Regions from separate parts of the Canis lupus genome. Here region 2 is linked to region 1. A link is a contact called in public Hi-C data. All regions are on one chromosome and are shown on one strand. Each heading gives the region's core, a stretch centred on a gene start, on an enhancer-like site or on the middle of the called end of the contact. The rest is flanking DNA. Distances are from core to core; before and after follow the strand shown.

Region 1 (7,011 bases), core at 3,462-5,961:
TCAATCCAAGACAAGGAAATGGTTTTTTAAGTAGGGAACACTTGAGAAAGTCACAAAATGTTACTACAGGCATTTAAAACAAATAGGCAACTTTCCTTCTTGGCTCCAAAGACTACATTAAGCAGAATGCGGAAAACACAGAGAAGGACAGAGCAAAACTAGGCATCACATAACTTTTCTGGATATTACTAGAAAATAAAATATTCTGGCTACCATCAATGATAACTTTGCTCCCCAATTTCTCACTTGTACTCAAGGGCAACACTGGCTCAGGGGTAGCACCGAATGATACTTACCCAGAATGCTGTCATTTTCAATCAGAGAGTCATTCTTCTCACTCCTGCTAATTTTAAATATAAGTTTGCAGACATTAAGAAGATTCTTTCTACTCACTTTAAGCTGCAGAGAAAGAAAACACTTACGTTTTTATTGCAGAGGGAATTAGAGATGCACCATCATTTTTTAACACAAACATCTATTTTTAAAGTGCTGCAAGGGTATATTTTTAAAACATAAAGAACAATTCTAAATTTAGGCTACATATTTACCAACTATAGTATTTAATTACCTCACTTATGGTAAATATGATATAAATGATCCTTAGGGTAAGCATGCTCTACTGATAAGTATTTACTTCTTTATAAAGTCTCATCCTTATACAATGAGATTATTAGTTACTTTTTAAAGAGTATATGAGGATAAAAGGGGGAAGGATGTTGATCAATTTAATTAAATGGAGTAATTGCTTTAATATACAAGAGTAAAGGAAGATGGATAACAAAAAAATTCAGATTAGATTAATTTAGAAAAGAATACCTAGTAGGGGTGAAGGAAAGATAAGAAAGGAGGAAGGTATGATTCTCTATTGTTTGTATAAAAGAAAACAAAAAAGTAATATTCTTGGGTTAGATAACACATATATATTTATTTTAGATGCTCTATTTGGAATGCTTTTAGATAATAGCAAGTAGTGTTCAAAACTTAAAATTACCTTCTAAATCATACAAAAATATTCAAGTAAATTAAACACAGGGGCAATAAGAAACTATACTTAAAAAAAAAGAAAGCACAGTAGAGGACGACTAACTACATCAAGTAGTCTCAATTAGCTGTATATTTGTCTAAAGTAGTAAAAATTAAAAATAAAAATATCCTAAGTGTCCTATATTAGGGAATAATTTAATAAATTATGGAACAATACCATTCATATTAAGGAGTCACAGAAAGGGTAACTGTGAATATCATGTTTAAAAAGAAGACATTTATAACTTACTGTTAGATGGGAATATTATATGCCCCCATTGCAAGAATGTAAAATATATTTGTAGGAATGAGGTCATTTGAGCAAACACATACATCTGTGTGATAAAGGATGGCGTATGGGTCATTATTTTATCATTAAAAAGTATCTTTAAAATTACCTTCAATATTGTTTATTAATGACTTTCCAGTTAGTTGAAAAAAAAGATAATGGAATCTATCAGACATGTTTTTAAAGATTCATTCTGTGTTCGATCCACCAATATTAATGAACTCCTACTGTGTACCAGGCACAGTGCTGTTCACTGTAGGAGACATGAGGATCAGCATGAACAGCCTCATGTCTGAGGGGCAGAGGGAGGGAAGCATTATTCACAGAGCAGCGCAGCATCCCTCTGCCTCCCTGCTCAGGGCCCTCTCCAGGTTATCTCAGAGGGACCTTATAACTTAGGAACTGTCATTTCCATTTTGCACCTGGGGAGTCTCTGTGAGTATTAAAAATGCAGATCCTGGGCTGCCAGGCTGGCTCTGTTGCATCAGAATCTGCTTTTTTTTTTTTTTTTTTTAAGATTGTATTTATTTATTCATGAGAGACACAGAGAGAGGCAGAGACATAGGTAGAGGGAGATGCAGGCTCCCTGCAGGGAGCCCGATATGGAACTCCATCCTAGGACCCCAGGGATCACACCCTGAGCCAAAGACAGCGGCTCAACCACTGAGCCACCCAGGTGCCCCCAGAATCTGCATTTGAACAAGCTCCCCAGAGATCCAGTGCACGTGCAAGTCTGAGAAGCTCTGTTGTGGAAGCATCAGAAACTGTTCTATGAGGCAGGATGGTGATTCCTTCTGTTTTCAGAAGGGAAAAGGATATGAGAAAAAAATGTAATGTTCAGGTATTCAAAAAAATTATTTAAAAACCCAGTAAATAAGCTGACTAAAGACAATAGAAATAAATTCTACATCAATGGAAATTCATATTGTCCTTAATACTTGGGAATATATTTTAATTAGTTAACTATCTTCCACTACATCATGAGCCTTTGGGGGGGGGGGCGCTACATGATATGTAGCATGAGTTACATATATACTTAATAAAATGAGTTGAAGAAATAAATGAATACAACTAACCTCACCGCCCCCCCCAAGTCTTCCGTTTTTAGTGAAAAGTGACAAAGGGAAAATAACAACATATATCAGGGTTTCCATTAAAAATCAGACAAACAAAAAAACGATCATTTCCAAGCCTGCTGCAAGGTCAGTTTACATCCAAAGCACATTCCTATACCTTCTCTTTTGGTGACTGTAAAACTATGACTGAGATGTGAAAAGATAATAAAATATTAAATCATATGCAAGGAACATAGACTACCTAACATAAAACGGCTCTTTCCGCCCCACGCTGTCCGTTCCCTTTCCTGTGCGTTCCACTGTGCCCTCAGTACTCAGCCTCCCCTCGGGTGTTCTGTTGATCAGAGTCTCTCCTGCTACATGCCAGCTGGGGAGGCAGGGACAATTTTATTCCCTGTATTCCAATGTCAGGAGTCCCTGGCACAAAGTAAGCTCTTGCAGTGGGATGGTTTATTTCTTACCTTAAAAATAGCAGTCTTTTCTATTTGAAGCAAACTTGGAAAATTAAAGAGAAGTTTTAAAACACTTATAATACTATTACTATATATAATCACTGTTGACAGACTGTTGGGTTGTTTTTATTTTTTCACCCTCTGTATAGGGAATTAGATTTTTTTTTTTGGCCTCCTGAATATAGTTGCATTCATAGTATATATGTTTGTACTCAAAAAATTCTTAATATAGACTGGTACATGTTTGTAAGATCTTTTGATACAAAGGTTAAAATTAAATGGCTGTCTGGCAAAACCTCTAACTTACTTAACCAAAAAAAAAAAAAAAAAAGGAAGAAGTCAGAACAATTGACATGATGTTCACTGAATATGTTTAACTATAAATAATTGTAAATGTAAGGCTAAATTGGTAGGTAAAATATTGGCAGAAATTAGAGAAGATATTAAAAACATCTTAGTTCCATATATCTTTTTTTTTTTTTTTGCTGATTTTTTTTTCCTTTGACAGTTTTTATGATGTGGTCTTTTTAAAACTTACATAGAATTCCATCACCAAGCCCTGTGCAAAACAAGGTCTTGCTTGGAACATTAGGGCAGATTCAGGTAGCAGATGGGAAGTCGGGCTTGATGGCCTTGAAGGTCCCTCCCGACCTGGTTCTGTAGTTCATCAGAAGGAACAGCCTGCCCATCTCTGCACTGGGAGGGCAGCCTAGCACAATCACCCCTGATTCATTCAGCAAGGCAGTCAAGGTCCCACAGAGAGCTTTATCTAATCAAATTTCGTTCAGAATGCCATCACCGCCTGGCACATCACTTAGCCTTTTACCCTAAAATAGTTCAACTGTGTCATTCATAGAATTAATTTGAATGGCACCCTTAATAACCAAAATAATATTTTCTCTGCAAAGCATTGATGAATTCATGGCATTTTCTTCCTTTCTCTCTCTCTCTCTCATTTATCTATTTTTTTTGGCTTGGTATGGAGCAAAATGTCTAGGATCCAGATGAACAACCAAAGGTCGCGTTGATCCCTCAGTAACCGGCAGCGTGGGTCTACCCAGGGCAGCTACCCTGGTGGAAACTTCCAGCCTTACACAGGGGCTCTCCTGGGCCCAGGGGGCACCCCAAATCCAAGGCCAGAGAGGAAATGGGGTGAGCACGCTGGTATCTTTTCATCTCTACCTACCACTTTTTTTTTCAAGCTTTTATTTAAATTCTCGTTAGTTAACATACAGTCTACCTACAACTTTAAATTCCATTGTTTCTGTGGCTCATGCTCTTTTTTGTTTCATTAAAGCTGATTAATTAATCACTTGCCCTCAATGAGGGGAGTAAAAGGCTACCGAAATCACCATTTCAAAGAAATGTTACTTTCAGAGTCAAATATCATATCAAAGCTTCTTAAAAGAGGGTGAATCGTTTGTGAGGACAGCTATATAAGAATGTAGCTTCTCCAAAAGCATCGCAAAGACTATTGTAGTCAGAATATTCGGGAAACACATCAAAATCAGGAACCGTGGGCATTCTCACGAAACTCTCAGTAAGTATGCCAATGCTCACCTTCACTGTGTACTTTCAGACTTTAAATTGTATGAATTATGGGTGTTAACATAATAGCTTTTACTTTTATGAGACCAGGTAAACAAAGCTTCATTCATTTGTTTTAGCGGCTCTTTTAGAAGGTCCTATAATAACTGTGTCTTATCTTGTTTCCAACTGCTTATGGCTGGGACAACAAAGTGCTCCCCTCAAACAATGATATCATTTTGTTCGAGACAGAGTTTATTCAGACTTTTATTTGGTGTCTGGCCTTTTCTTCTAACACCTCCCGGGAGCCTTCTGTTACCACCTTCCCATGACCGCATGCAGCTGTTTCTCTGGTTCACACTGGTTCATAAAGCACCTGGCCAGTGTGTCTGTGGCCCACGTTACCCTAAGTTATTTATTAAATCATGTAGCAGAATCCAGCACTCAGCAGAAACCGTAGGGCAGAAACCACAGCTTGCATTCTCTGATACTCATCACCAGTCAGGTTACTTGAAGAACTGTTTTGAATGGATTTGCCTATTGTCACCTTTTGTAAAAACCTAGCTGCGGTCCAAATACAGGAGTTTATTTGAATATTTTCCACGTACTCAGCCTTAGTGCCTTGGATATAGTACTTCCTAGTCAAATTCTGAGATGCCAATTTATTAACCTGAATTTTTTTTCAAGACTCTAAACGCACACACCACATTTCTAATGTTCTTTGTAATATTTACAAATAAAGTGTTAAATAAAACTTTCATGTGCTACAGTCTACTAGACCAGAGGAAAGAAAAACTTACTGCTAGAATAATTTTTGCAAGTTTAAGGCTGAGCACGTCTGAACCAATATCAACTAGTTTATATAGGGTCTTCAGGAGAATACTTCTTCTCTTAAATTTATTTCCAAGCATGTTTCCTTCCTCTAAAGCGTGATGAAGTTGTGTGCAAGCAGCACAAATCGTTTCAATGTTTTCTTCTGTCAGAGCAAAGAGAGTAAAGCAGCACTTACTAATTAAGGTCAAGCTTTCAAGGGTGTCAAACACAGTGTAAGTAAAACCCCATAATTATTTCCCCGAACATCTTCAAATTCCTGAATGATGCTTTTTCCCTTCTCTTGTAATTTCCATCTACCTGATTTTTTTTTTTTTTTTTTTTTTTTAATTTTTATTTATTTATGATAGTCACATAGAGAGAGAGAGAGAGAGGCAGAGACATAGGCAGAGGGAGAAGCAGGCTCCATGCACCGGGAGCCTGACGTGGGATTCGATCCGAGGTCTCCAGGATCGCGCCCTGGGCCAAAGGCAGGCGCCAAACCGCTGCGCCACCCAGGGATCCCCTGATTTTTTTTTCACCTCGTTGACCCACCTCCTACCATGTTGACTTATTTACTAATCAGTCAGCTTATCTAGAACACACAGTCTTTCAAAGAGCCTATTGAAGAATGGAATGGCACCTATTCCAGTTGGTTCGCTGTATTCCAAATGCCTCCACCTCATGGTGCTCGGCTCAGTCTCAGGGAAGCACAACACTGTGTCTCCACCTCCAACCCTTTGGGGGCATAGTTCCACTGGCCTAGAATGTTCTCCTCACCTTCATCCCTACTGATTTTGGTCCATCAAAGCTCTGTTTACATTCTGGCTCCTCCAGAAAAGACGTACCGTTCCACATTCCACAAACATTACTTGGCACTCTGTCATTTTTCACATACATATATATGTATGTTCTGTTATATGAGCAGTGCCCTCAGATAGATGTCACACTAAGTGCAGAGGAGTCATGTCTTTGCATCTTTGGATCAACAGAGCATGGTACAGTGAGAAGCCTGGACTGACGATCTATAACATGGTCTAATATATACTCATTTTCTAATATATCTGCAGATGAAAACGGTGATCAATATTTTTTTTTGAGAGAACAATGCTCATTACCTGAGGAAAGAAGGTCCAAAGGGAATAAAAATCTCAAAATGCCACCTTATCCACTATTATTTGCAGGTGGTTATTACAAGACAGGAGGATAAAATGAAGACTTTAGTTGGGAAATAGGAGAAACCTAGAACATTTTCTTTTATAGTGAGAATTCTGAGGACAGCAATCTTTGGCAGTGATAGCCATACCCACAGGCATACAAGGAAGAAAAACTAGCACATAAAATGGAATGTGAGGGGAAATCTAAGAATCCAAGTCTAAGATATTCAGTTGAAAACTATTATCTGATAGATTCCATCACAAAATTTAAAATTAGGAAACCAATCTTAAATAAATACCATAATGTGCTCTTAAAAGCCCACATAGAGGAAGTGTGCGCCTGAAGAAGGAAATGACTCAGGCCATTTTTAGCTCTTTTCAACAATAACATCTAAGAAAAAATTTTAAACCTCAATAGCTCAGTAACCTTCAATGCCTTTCGGTTATGCACTTAAATAAATGAATTTTTGGGAAATGACTTAGACTAACTTTAAATAAAAGGAAAAACCTGAGCTCCATTGTAAGAACACTTTTGTTCTGTTGTTTTATTCTTCTGTTACTGGCAGTTTCTTCACAAACCCCAAGTCCAGGCTATGGGCCACTCTCTGGCAGTGGGGAGACCTCAAGGCATTTTTCTAACGTTTCCCTCTGCAAACTCTTCAGCCTGGTGGGTTCAA
Region 2 (6,970 bases), core at 3,133-5,632, 150 kb before region 1:
CCAAATAAATATTTGTTGAATGAATGAACAAAGGTTAGCTATTATCATTATCTGACAACTTCTATCTACTCTCCCTCCCATTTGCCTGGACCAACTGCAGCTTCTTTTTAAGTGATGTGGGTAGGCCAGAAAGAAAAGTCTCCTAACAGGCTTACCTGAAATCACCACTTAAATAGATGCAAGCCTCAAGAGGCAAGGGTTGGGAGTAGTTACCGGAACCCTGTGAGTTACAGCTATAGAAGAAGGCTGTCTGCCTAACAGGGTCTATGGCCTTCAGTAGAGGAATATTATACTCACCACTAGCCCACAGCCTGGCAGGGGGAAAATGGGGTAATGAATATCCTGACCTTCTTCCTCCTGCCCTTCAATTTGTTAGTGTCTCCCATTGGAAGAACCTAATTATAAGCAGGATGGCAAGGGAACCCCAATGATATAATCCCTAGGGGTGAGCATTCTGAAGCACACAATGAGGTAGAATCGGTCAGAGGATCTGGAGAGACAAAATATCTAGCATACCTATATTTAGGAAGACATCTTAATGGATCGGGGTTGTAAAAAGAGTAGTTCTTTGGTGGTAATCTGGTAGAAGAAAGCTACAAAATAAACTGCTCTGGTGAGTAGTCAAGATGAGAGCAGTTATGGGGGGAGGGAATTTTTTGTGACTTAGGTACTGAGAAACAAGGGAAGAGAGAGTCTAGAGAGAGGGAGGAAAAAGATAAGGATATAGCCATTGGAATGACAATCTGCCAATGAAATGGATCCCTTTGAAGTATTTACATTAGTTCTTGTGTTCTTTGAATTTGGAGGACAATCATATTGCATCCATTTTTAGAGGATTTACTCTATACATACTGTAGTTTGTTTTACTTCCAAAATGTTTGTAAACTTCTACACTCAGTGGCTACGTATTAGTCATGCTTTAGGCAATGATGGTGAAGTGGGCATTGTGCAAGGAGAGTGCCATGAGAGCCCAGGGAGATGAGTTGGGTTACAGTGCGGAAGAGCCCACAGTTAAGGTGAAACTGTCCCTTTATGCCCAGGTAGACTCGATCTCTGTGGATGAGAGGGGAATTTGTGATGAATGGGGAGACATTGAGGTTCAAGTTATTTTGTTGAAGAATAAGGCTGAACAGTGGGACATCCAGATTGTAGGCTTCTGGGTTTATATGATCTTTTATTCATCAGAAAAGCAACTAAATTAAGTGTTATTGGAATGAAGGGTTAAAAAGAATGAATTTTTTAAAACTAAGGAAACATAATGATGTTAATATTGCAATTGAAAGAAATAGGTATGCTAGATATAGTAAAGCTTCCTTGCTGAAAATTTTATAAACTGGGTGGAAAGGTAATCAGATTAGAATATGTAACAGAAGGGGTCCCTGGCTGGCTCGGTTGGAAGAGCAGGCCACTCTTGATCCTCAGGGTCATGAGTTCAAGCCCCATGTTGGATATAGAGGTTACTTAAATAAATAAATAAAACCTTAAAAAAATAAAAGAAGATGTAACGGAAAACTCACCAGATACAGAGTGAATCAGCAAAGGTACGCCAGAGAAATGCAAAGGGAAAGCAGTAGTGGTCATTGTATTAATCTCAAAAGGATCTCAGGATTCAAGAATTTGTTAAATGTCATGACAGTGAGTTTCCAGTAAAGATGTGCAATTCCTCAGCAGTCGTCCCCCAAACTTTCTCTTGATTGCCATCATCTCCTTCATGAACGTTTCCATATCACCTTCATCCCCTCCCTTTGCATCATTGGAGTATGCAGTCATTGAACTGCATACTGGGTAAGGCCCAAGGGGAATTTGGGGCACATTGTTGGTCTGTTACTTCCTGCAGCCTTCTGGCCTTCCACCACCTCAGGTTTTCTCTTTTCTACATTCTCTGCCTTACTTTCTCCCACCCTACCCCCAACCCCTACAGCTCCTGCAGCCTGTTTCTTTTTAAACAATTACTCTTGAGCCTATCCTGGCAGTTGTTTTCTCTATCTCACATAAATGCATATGCATTTCCACCGCAGCTGACAGACATATTCCTGTCCCCCCATCTTCAGGCCAGAAGCCCACTCAACCTCTAAGGGCAGTGGGGAACTGGGACAGTGACCAAGCGCCTAAGGGCAGCTTCTCTCTGGTGGAAGGTTTTATTGCCCATTCACTGAGCACAATTTCAGATGTCTTTTTTTTCCCCTGAGGCCAACCATGAAGTACATTTCAGAGTTTACAGAGGGGGGGGGGGGAGATCTCTAGAGCAATTGTATATTTACTTTCATGTTTTAAATTAATGTTGCAATATGGCTATTGTTCTGTGTCTCTGTCACACACACACACACACACACAGCTTTAAAATTCTTTTATATGACTGCCAGTGGTGTTTTAGGCAAGGACAAAATTCTGTACATGGCCTCACTTAATTTATCATTGAAACTGGGACATTTGTTATGAGAAGATGGGTTATGATGCCAGGTCAACAAGAGTTAGCCAGAATGAATAGTCACCCTTCCTCTAAGGCCCTGCATGGTCTGGCTGCCAGTGACCTCTGACCTGACATCTTGCAATGTACTCTTCCTTGTACTCTTCCCAAATGGTCCAGGGTCACAGGCCAGCTGCAGTTCCTTTTTCCAGTGTACTGTGCTTCAGAGTGCTTACTGTTCACTAGAAAGTCTCTCTACCTGCTTTTCCCTCCCCCTGGAAAGAGCTTCTCGTCTCTCTGTTTCACTTAATAAACTCCTCCTACTCATCTTTGAAATCTCACTCAGTTGTAACTTCCTCAGGTAAGCAGCCTCAGACCTTCCTGACTAGATCCATTCTCTCTACTCTTCAAAGCACCATACTTTCATCACTTTTGGTTCTTGGATCAATGTCTGTCTTCCACTAAAGTAAAGCTTCAGGTAGGTAGAGACCATGCCAGGCTTTCTCATCATTTATTTCTCCATCAATCAGGAGGCACCTAGTAAAAACTAAAAAATAGATTGATTAATTTAAAAGTGGAAAGTGAAGATCAAGTTTACTGCAGAATATTTAGGCGAAATCAATTCTCATATGTTCCATTTAGTTTTTGTTTAAATAAATTTATATTTATAACTGAAAGTTTAAAATTTAAAAATTTTTCCACTTTTATATGTTATAAAGTTCCAAAGTCACTAAATTTGTTGAAAAAAAAGTTTTTTGGTCAAGCCTCTTTTTTTCTTTATATAACAAGCCTTTCAATTATTTAAGTCCAATATGTGGAATCAGATGTGGTTCACAAGTATCTATATTAGTTCAATGTGTTTTTTTCCTAAGAGAGCTTTAATTTGGAAAAGACTTGCTGCTTTTAGATTATGTGCATTTGAAAATCAGGTGTACATTTGAGTTATAAATAATATGTGTAAAGTATTTCCAAAAGTTGAATGCATTTTTAAACAAAATGTTAACTTTCTGAGTAGCAATTTTAATTATAAATTAAATCAAGCCTCATACACATTTATTGAATTAACCACTTATTATATGTATTTGATTTTGAAGTCATTCTATTCTGATGAAAAGATTGGGAGGGAAGGTTAGAGTGTAGTATATACTTGCCCTCCTGAGACACTGAAAAAGGAAAGGAAAAACCTATGATTATTCCTGATTTTCTTGGTCACTTGTCTTAGGGGACAGATCGCTATCTTCCAGTAACAAATTTTTCAGAGACTTACTAGTGGCTCAATGACATAATCAGTACAGATCTCATTTAGTTAAAGGAGAATGGAGCATCCTACAGATGCTGTACTCATTTTAGTCATTAATGGCCTGCTTTTTGTGACCCAAAAAGCAGGGAGGGAGAGAATTGTCTTTGCCTTTAAGGGATTTTCCCCTTAAAAGAGATTAGTTCACTGTCATTAATATTTATTTTCACATGATGCTTTTCTAAAATCTTTATAAAATTCCACTGTACTGAATGAACTAATCCATAGAAAGGGTAGAATGTATCTTTTTCCATTGGAAAATGACTTAGCATTTGGAAATTGTCAAGTTTTATAAACAGATTCCTTAAACAAAAGGTGTAATTGCTTTCCTCTGGATCAGGAATGCATACGTGAAGTGTTAGTTTAAAAATGCTGTTACAACATTTCTTCTAATACGTATCTTAAAAGTCCCCTGTTAAGTGTTTTAGAATATATTTCAGGAAAACAATGATTTAAGATTTGTTAATGTTTTATTTAGAGCCTGGCTTTCTCCACAGATTAGATGCTTACTCCTAAATATAAATGTGTATGCATGTTGTCATTATTGTTTATGAGTGCACAGTGCTCTCAATAGAGGCCTAGCTCTGGTGTTTTTAGGCTGAGAACTAAGGGGGTGACTTGTATAAAACCAAAGTAGGTCAAAGAGTACCATGGTGTAGCAAAGGGGAAGTCCCTGAGTTGACTCACATTGTCCTGCCTCTGGTGGAGTTCACTTTCATTGTTATGGTCTAGGCCTGTCTTCCTGTGAATAGAAGACACACTCAAATTACAGAAAAATCTCAGGAATATTATCATAAGTAACTTTTTAGAACAATATGTTATTGTCAGTTATTGGGAGGGTTGGTGGGGCAGTGAAAGGGAGATAAAAATTAGAACTGAAGTTAATCCTAAATTCCACAGATCAAAAGCAAAATAATGCATAAATACGACAGCTTCTCTAAGTATAAAGAGTGCTGTGTGGGTCTCTGTGAGATGGGAACTAGTATTTTAAATTTTGCCTGCCTGTTCTCCTTTTATATGTTGTAGTTATTGTGGAGGTGACCATGTTTTAGAATCAAAGAGATATTCTAGGCTTATTAATCCATGTCATATTAGTTCTGAACATGTGCAATTGAGTAAACTTTAAAAGCAAATCTGATCATTGGAATAACAACTCTCACATTTCTGCAGAACACCATTTTGTGCCTGGTTGACTATAACTAAACTACCATTAGAATCTAGGAGTATGTTCCAGCTGCTTTCAGAGATCCTAGAATTTTCTTACATCTTGAAGTTAAACTGCAGTTTTTCTAAAATTACATTTTAAGAAACAGCTTCCTTGGATTGGCTAAATGTTAAGGTGTTATCTACAAATTTTATATATTTGAAGTTATATAAATTCTAGAAAACCCTATCTTAATATTTCCTCAAATATAGTGTGCCTGGTATCGTGGATCACATTATCTCTTAAAGCAGAAGGTTTACTTTCTGGCTAAATTTACTTTCATTGGTCCTCCCCCTCCTTACCTTTTTCTAAGGGCAAGAGACCCATAAGAAAACTAAGCCTTTGAGAGCTCAGTCGCTGAAGTTACTTTCTATTCTTATATTTGCCAAGAGTTGCTGACAACTTAAAAGCTATCATATGAGTGAATACCAGTTACCCAGATTGTTTGATGATTTTGGACAAACGTAGATCAGGATTTCCTGTAATTTTTCTTCCTCTTCTGGGGCTGTGTTGCCTCTATCTCTGAGCAATTGTACACTTGGAATGAAAAAACAAAGCAAGGTCACTGGATCTAAATTACTTTTACCTCTCTGCCAAATGAAACTTTCCTTCTGTTATACGTTACAGTTCTGGCATCTTTTGGCATCTAGAGAGAGATTTGCAGTTAAGAGGGGGGATGTGGGGATTATAGGAGACATTTTTTTGGAACTGAAGCTTACTTTTTCTGTATTTCATTCAGGGTAGAGACAGCCAGTTTCTGCTCTTTGGCTGAAACATGTTCCAAGAATCTATATGATAAAGCAGAGTATCATCAAGATACCTATTTCCCTGTAGATTATATAATGCAGTTCACAGTCCATTCCTGACTTCTCTGTTTTATAGTATAGCCAAATACATTTTTTAAAGATTTTTTTATTATTATTATTTATTCATAAGAGACCGAGAGAGAGGCAGAGACACCACCAGCAGAGGGAGAAGCAGGCTCCATGCAGGGAGCCTGACGTGGGACTCAATCCCAGGTCTCCAGGATCAGGCCCTGGGCTGAAGGCAGCACTAAACCACTGAGCCACCGGAGCTGCCCCAAATGCATTTTTTTAAAAGGGTACTCAAAGGGAGTCATCTTTTAAAAAGTAGGCTTTATACTAAAATAGTTGTAATTGCTTTCTGAATGAAAGGGATAATCTTAGTCCTTTTAGTCCTTGCCTTTCAGTACCAGGAGTGTCTGCAGGACAGCCTGGGTATTTTTTCTATACAAGAAAATGAATAGCTGGGTTCTAGAAGATAGGAGAAGTATGAGCTTCTGAGCAGAGGCAGATCCTTGAATAAAAGGAACCTTCCTTTGGAAACTGAAATTGGGTTTTGGGAATTGAGTATGTCAGTTAGGAATATGTTTGGCTACAAATAACAGAAAACTTTAGTAAGTGACTTAAACAGATAGAAATTTCCCTTGACAAGAAATCTTAATGTAGGTAGTCCAGAACTGATGCTCAACTATATCAGTAACAACCTCCACCATCCTTAGAATGTGGTTCTCATCCTGGGGGTCACCAAATGGCTATCATACCTTAAGGCATCTGTTTTGTTATCTGTTGCTGCATAACAAATTACCCGAAACATGTCAGTTTAAAACAGCAAACATTTATTATCTCACACAGTTTCTGAGGGTTGAAAATTGAAAATACTTTGGCTGGGAGGTTCTGGCTCAGGGTGTCTCATGATGTTGCAGTCAAGATAATAGCTGGCACTGTGGTCCCATGAAGGCTAGGATGAGCTAGAGACCCGCTTCCAAGCTAACACAACTAGTGGCAGGAGGCCTTAGTTCCTCACGTCACGGATGTCTTTAAAGGACTGCTCATAACCTGGCAATGGGCATTTCCCAGGGCAAGTGGTCAGGGGTTAGGGACTTGGAGGTGAGATATTGTTTTCATTTTCTTTGGTTAAATGCCCAGTAGTCGAATTACTGAATCATATAATAATTCTATTTTTAATTTTTTGAGGCACTCTCATACCATTTTCCATAGTGCTTACACCAATTTGCATCCCCACCAATAGTGTGCAAGGG

What was found. A called contact is a pair of places that touch in the nucleus more often than the background predicts.
Region 2: a contact with region 1 is called in a Hi-C map of skin fibroblasts, with 3 times the contacts expected there. The contact joins two enhancer-like sites. A contact is called at or near these places in 5 of 9 Hi-C or Micro-C datasets (amygdala, blood, liver and 1 more).

Annotation. Positions count from the first base shown.
Region 1 is chr12:66,228,286-66,235,296 of UU_Cfam_GSD_1.0, reverse strand. It overlaps ARMC2 (armadillo repeat-containing protein 2), which reads right to left. Exons shown (of 18, transcript XM_038554882.1): 8 at 5,168-5,343; 9 at 297-399. Among named protein-coding and RNA genes, the nearest start is that of ARMC2, 50 kb to the right of the region's middle. Within about 2 kb of position 4,711, at least 2 of the 20 cell types and tissues checked have an H3K27ac peak or open chromatin away from gene starts, as enhancers often do.
Region 2 is chr12:66,381,458-66,388,427 of UU_Cfam_GSD_1.0, reverse strand. All of the region lies in intron 1 of SESN1 (sestrin-1), which reads left to right. Among named protein-coding and RNA genes, the nearest start is that of SESN1, 25 kb to the left of the region's middle. Within about 2 kb of position 4,382, at least 5 of the 20 cell types and tissues checked have an H3K27ac peak or open chromatin away from gene starts, as enhancers often do.